Regions from separate parts of the Hordeum vulgare genome. Here region 1 is linked to region 2. A link is a contact called in public Hi-C data. All regions are on one chromosome and are shown on one strand. The core of a region is the stretch at or near the end of the contact, and the rest is flanking DNA. Distances in the headings are between cores, read along the strand shown.

Region 1 (2,700 bases), core at 85-2,584, 410 kb before region 2:
ATCAATCAAAGCTTCTTTTCCATGCTCAAAGCCTAACTTTGTGACTTTCTCTTCTTTCCCCATTCCCAGTTCCCCATTCCAAATCAAAATCTCATTATATTTTCTAGCCCAGGGAAAATATCATTGTAGTTGAATCAGATTCAGATCTGCAACACTATGATTTGAACAAGGTCGTAGTGTACTGTCATAGCATCAGAAACTATTCAGAGGAAGGTACCTGTAAGGATTGGACTGCGGGCAGAAGGTAATGGTGTAATCGGTGTGGTTGCAGGTGAAGGTGGAGGTGGCGTCGTCGTAGGCATAGCTGTAGGACTTGGGGCACGCTGACTTGAAGAGCTGCGAGTACTGGGAGGGGTGGCACGTGTCAGGGTTCCCGTAGGCGCCGTTGCAGCAGAACTCGGGCTTGCCGAAGGCCTCGCAGGCGCTGCGGCAGGCGAGGCCGCCGCCGGAGCGGAGCTCGGAGGGGCAGCGCTCGTTGAGGTCGACGAGGCACCCGGTGTTGGAGCACCCAGGCGCAGACGGCTGCACGAGCATGGGCAGGTTGTAACCGTCGACGAGGCTGACGTCGTAGAAGTCCTTCCCGCCGTCGCCGTCGAGGGTGAACTCCGCGAGCGTGGCGGGCGGGGTGGCCCCGGCGCCTCGGCACTCTATCTCGCCGGAGCCGCAGTCCCCCGTGACGCAGGTGCCCTTGCCGCCGTTGAAATTACAGCCAGAGCGCCCCCAGAAGCGGCCCGACCACCCGGTCGGTCCGTAGAGCGAGCGCGACTGGCCCGGCGAGAGCGCGAAGCCGGTGGTCTCCAGCGGCGGCGAGGTGGAGCCCGAGAGCAACCCGGGCCACACCGTGTCCGTGCACCGGTTGGCGAAGGTGAAGGTGATGGCGCCTGCCACCGGCCCTGCACGCCGCAAAAATACACAAATCCGAACACACTCAGCTCACCAAATCGAAAACCAAACTGGCCTCCAAATCACGACCAATCCGACGAGAATACCACTTCCGCAAGCACTAACAGATGGATCGATACCTTGGAAGAAGGAGAGAAGGAGGAGGACGATCGATGCCGGAGAGCCGAGGAGCAGCGACGGCTGAGCCATGGCAGGCCTTCCAAGACTGACTCTCGAATTGAGGGCGAAACCAATGAAGCCGCGCTCTTGCTTTGCTGTGGAGGAGGAGCTTGGTGAGTGGCGAGCTTGCGGGAGTGGAATATGGTGGGGAGGCTACGCGGAGGAAAAGGCGGCCGTGTGGTGGGAGATGGCGGCGGTTCCGTTGTAGAGGGGCTGAGGGGGGAGAGGAGTGGAGGTGCGAAGTGGGCACGACCGACCGCGGTCACCGGCTCGCTCATTTTTTTTCTCCGCTGCAGCCGGATGATCATCCGCCCAAAGAGTCATTACATCTCCGGGGCTGCTACAAATCAGCTCGATGATTTTTCAACCCTTAGATTAGCGTGTTGATGATCGTTGGATCCCAACAGCTCCGTGGTAGCAACGAGCACCTCAGCTTGAACACAACGTCATCGAAGCTTCAACGGAGCTGCAACGCAGTACTGAGTGTGTCCGGCAAGCTTCATTGCAGCTCCGATGAAGCTTCAACGCAACACCGACACTCCGACCAAGCTCTATTGCAGCACTGGCGGAGCTTCAATGCAGCGCCGACGAGTCCGATGAAGCTCCATCGCAACTCCGGTCGAGTTCCATTGAAGACCTGACAGAGCTCCAATGCAACGTCGACGGCTCCGCCGAAGCTCCATGTAAACTCCGGCTGAGCTCCATTGCAGCCCCGGCGGAGCTCCAACCGAAGCTCCGCTGCAGCCCCCGCAGCGTCGGCAACAATCAACGAGTTGCTGCATCGCTGGCTTGCAGTTTCGGTAGTGGTCAACGATGAGATCCACGGGACATGGAGCGACAGTTCCCATTGGGAGGAAGATTAGGCAAAGGGCAGCGATTTCGAGGGAGAAGAGCAAGGCCGGGCTTCGGGGGGGAGGGGGGCGGTGCGACTTTGGTTGCAGCAGGCGGCATCAGCTGTGGTGCTCGTCATGGGGGGATTTCCTCTGTCCACGCGTGAAAAAGACAGAAGGGAGAGGAAGAGGGAGATGCTCTGTAGAAACAGAGCGGTAGCCGTGAGCAACAGAGGCACGTGTCGCTTAGTGGAGGCGGCTTACGCGCTCGTGGGATCAACCGATAGATTTTAATCGTTTTCCTTAGATCCCACACTCATGGTTGATCAATCTTAGCAAAGACGGCTCGTGTTTTCTCTCATGTGATCTCGTTCAGTTTGACACCCACGCGGCTCCTCTCAAGACAGCGATGTGCTCCGCTACAGCAAGGAGGCCCTGTTGCTGCTATCGCGGTTGCGCTCGCCCAAACACAAACCGGAGCATCTCTCTCAACTCTCGCGGTCGCCACCAGTGTGTTGTGTTGCAACACCACCAGTGTTGCAGGTGGACGGAATCGCCGACGTTTGCTGCATCGCGGCATCGGGAGCCACCAGGGGCTGGTCCATGGCAATACCGAGTGCGACAGCTCTGAAGAAAGCTTCAATGCAGCACCGACAAAGGTTCATTGCAGCCCCGACGGAGTCGATTCCGTCCCCATCGCAACTTCAATGACCCGGCGCAGCTCCAATGCATCATGGGTGATGTTGCATAGCAATATCGACAACCCCGACGACGCCATATCGCAGCCCTAGTGGCCCCGTCGATGCTG
Region 2 (2,700 bases), core at 74-2,573:
AAAAAACTACGTTTTTGAGGTTGCAACACGAAATTTTTTTGTCGTGAAATTCCACAAAATAACACTTTTTTTTCGATGCTGTAGACCAGATCGACGAGGCCAACGCATCAGTAAAATCCTTATCCAAATTGCTAGTGGTATATTTAAGCTTGTGCGAAGAGGTGGACCGACGGAGCCGTCGGTTGTCGATGATCATATTTGACCTTGACAGGGGAGGGAAATTTGAGGCCACCCACCCAATTGGCAATCGTTGGCTGGCATCGAATAAACAACCCGACGGTAGCACGTCGTCGTCAATCCTTGTTTGCCAGCCAAGAAACACAGAGACGGCTTCGGTCGCCGGAAAACAATGTCGACGGAAATCTCATATTAGATTGATGCTGCTATTGCATATTAACACAGGTTAATGCTTGATTCTGAAGATCACTGCACATTCAGAAAATCAAGAAGGAAGTGGGGATTTTCATGTACAAACGCATGGTTGGGTCACCGTAACAAAAAGTCTATGGTGAGCGGCCATGGCCGCACGTGGGGAAGAGCGCGCGGGCGCTGCTAGTGGTGGCTATTCACAAGGCCGGAGCTCCGGATCGATCGAGGCCGGACCTACCAGCACTGGTCTGTCTCCCACGTGCGGCGAGGCCGGCCCCAGACGCCGTTCGTCCTGGCAGCGGGCGGCTGCGCGTAGGCCTGCACGACGACGTCGCGGTCGTAGCGCGCGCGGGCGTCCGGATCGGAGAGCGTGGCGTACGCGTCGTGCAGCCGGATGAAGTCGTCGCCGGCCGCGCCGGCCACGTCCGGGTGCCGCTCCCGAGCGAGTCGCCGGTAGGCGGCCTTGATCTCGCCGCCCGTGGCGCCGGCCCGGAGCCCCAGCACCTCGTACAGCGTGCACCTCCCGGCCGGCGCCGCAGATGCGACGGCCACCGCGCACCGGACCGTCCGGCGGGAGCTGGAGCAGGAGGCGGCCTGGCGGAACCCGGCCAGCGCGGGCCTCGCCACGGAGGATTGCATCACCGGGGGCGCTGAAATCATCACAGGAATCCACAAATCTGAGAAGAGAGAGCGGGAGGGACGGATGGGGTTGGGGGAGGGAGAGGAAACGTAGGCAGGTGAGACGGGAATGTGGTTGGCGCCCGGCCGGGTTTGTTTTTATAACGCAGCGGATTGCTTAGCGCTGGTTGATATTTGTTTTTGTGGGGGAGGTCGGGGCTATGAGTCAGCGGCAGCATCATCGTGATCTGGCCGGGGCCGGGGCCGACGGAGGTGCACGTCGGCGTCATGTGCGCGTGGGCGCCGGCCTCGGGCAAGGCAGGAGCCGGGATCTCCACGTCGATTTTCGGGATAAAATATCCCCGCTGTTTTGGTTTGGGCGAGGCGGTGCCTACTGATTTGGCTGGCGCGCGAGTGGGGCACCGCGATGGGGACGCGCGCCCACGGTACGGCCGACTTCCCTGCTCCTACTACGGCGGGGAGCACACTGAATTGTGGCGGTGTGTGCGGCTTCCCTTTATTTTCATCTAGAAGCGACATCTATTTTTTCCCCTTTCGAGGACATCTAGAAGCTAGCTCTCGCTGTCGACATGCCAAAGAACCTATTCTTCTCCACAGGGCTGACCGTACTAGGGCAGTTTTGTCCACGGATGTTGGCGGTACCCTAACCTAAAGCATTTATAGTCAGACTCCTAAAAGTGCACTCAAATGTGCCAAGAGTCCGTTCGATCACTACGGTCACAAAAAATTGACCCACTTAGCTCTTTAAATAGGTTTTGTTAAGAGTAAAAGCAGAGAATGATAGAATGAACCATTGATAGAAATTGAGAATATTTATACCCAGTACATGACGGTTTACAAAGGGGCGGTTGCCAAAAGAACAACCGACATAGTATTGATTAATTACATAATTAATACATATTAATTATTCCTAACACCCCCCTAATCAATTCTTGATCTTGTAAATAGCCATCTTTTTGATAAGGACTTCTTTAGAAATAACTTCGTCCTTGAGAATGTTCATCATTCCATCTTGAGAAATCCTTGTATAATCTTTAAAGTCTCCTCCAAAAACCCTGTGGAAAAAATATGAGGAGAATAGTGTAGATACGTTGCTAAAACTCCTTTAAACCCTCTGGGAAAAATAAAGAGAAAATGATAAACATATAATGATTATTGCATCATGATAACTCATTTGAGAAAACCTTTTTAGAAGGAGAAAACTCATCTTTGAGTTCAAAGAACAATAAATATATCTTGAGTACTTTCTTTAAAAACCCCGATATGGAAAATAGAAAGTATGACATATGATCTTTGAGAAGATATTTCCTCACTAAAAACCATTATGAGAAACTTTGAGAGAAAACTCATAAGGGAAAAGAGTGCAATTGTACATGCCATTGAAAACTCCTTTAAAACCCAGTGGAAAAAATATAAGGAGAAAATGATATGGCATATATAGATACTTGTGTTTATATTATCTCAATTAAAAACCTTTTATGAGAAACCATTAGGGAAAACTCATCAAGGAAAAGAGTACAATATATGCAATCTCATGATTGTTAATAGGTTATAGTTTGGGAGATTACTCCCCCTGAACTTTGCAAATATGGAGGGTGTCTCATACCAATTCCATTGACATGAACATGAAATTGTGTATAATCTGTTGGATTATCATAATATTTGTTTGCAAATTATTTCCTCGCTTTTCTA

The links. A called contact is a pair of places that touch in the nucleus more often than the background predicts.
Region 1: a contact with region 2 is called in a Hi-C map of leaf, with 3 times the contacts expected there. The contact joins the promoter of LOC123411366 here to the promoter of LOC123409755 in region 2. A contact is called at or near these places in 1 of 6 Hi-C or Micro-C datasets (leaf) and 1 of 1 datasets of contacts at active chromatin or transcription factors (embryo).

The regions. Positions count from the first base shown.
Region 1 is chr7H:236,668,678-236,671,377 of MorexV3_pseudomolecules_assembly, reverse strand. It overlaps LOC123411366 (thaumatin-like protein 1), which reads right to left and starts at 1,334. Exons shown (of 3, transcript XM_045104294.1): 1 at 1,023-1,334; 2 at 218-893. The coding sequence starts at 1,092.
Region 2 is chr7H:236,259,537-236,262,236 of MorexV3_pseudomolecules_assembly, reverse strand. LOC123409755 (chaperone protein dnaJ 11, chloroplastic-like) reads right to left here and starts at 1,323. Exons shown (of 1, transcript XM_045102618.1): 1 at 353-1,323. The coding sequence starts at 1,029. The coding sequence ends at 604.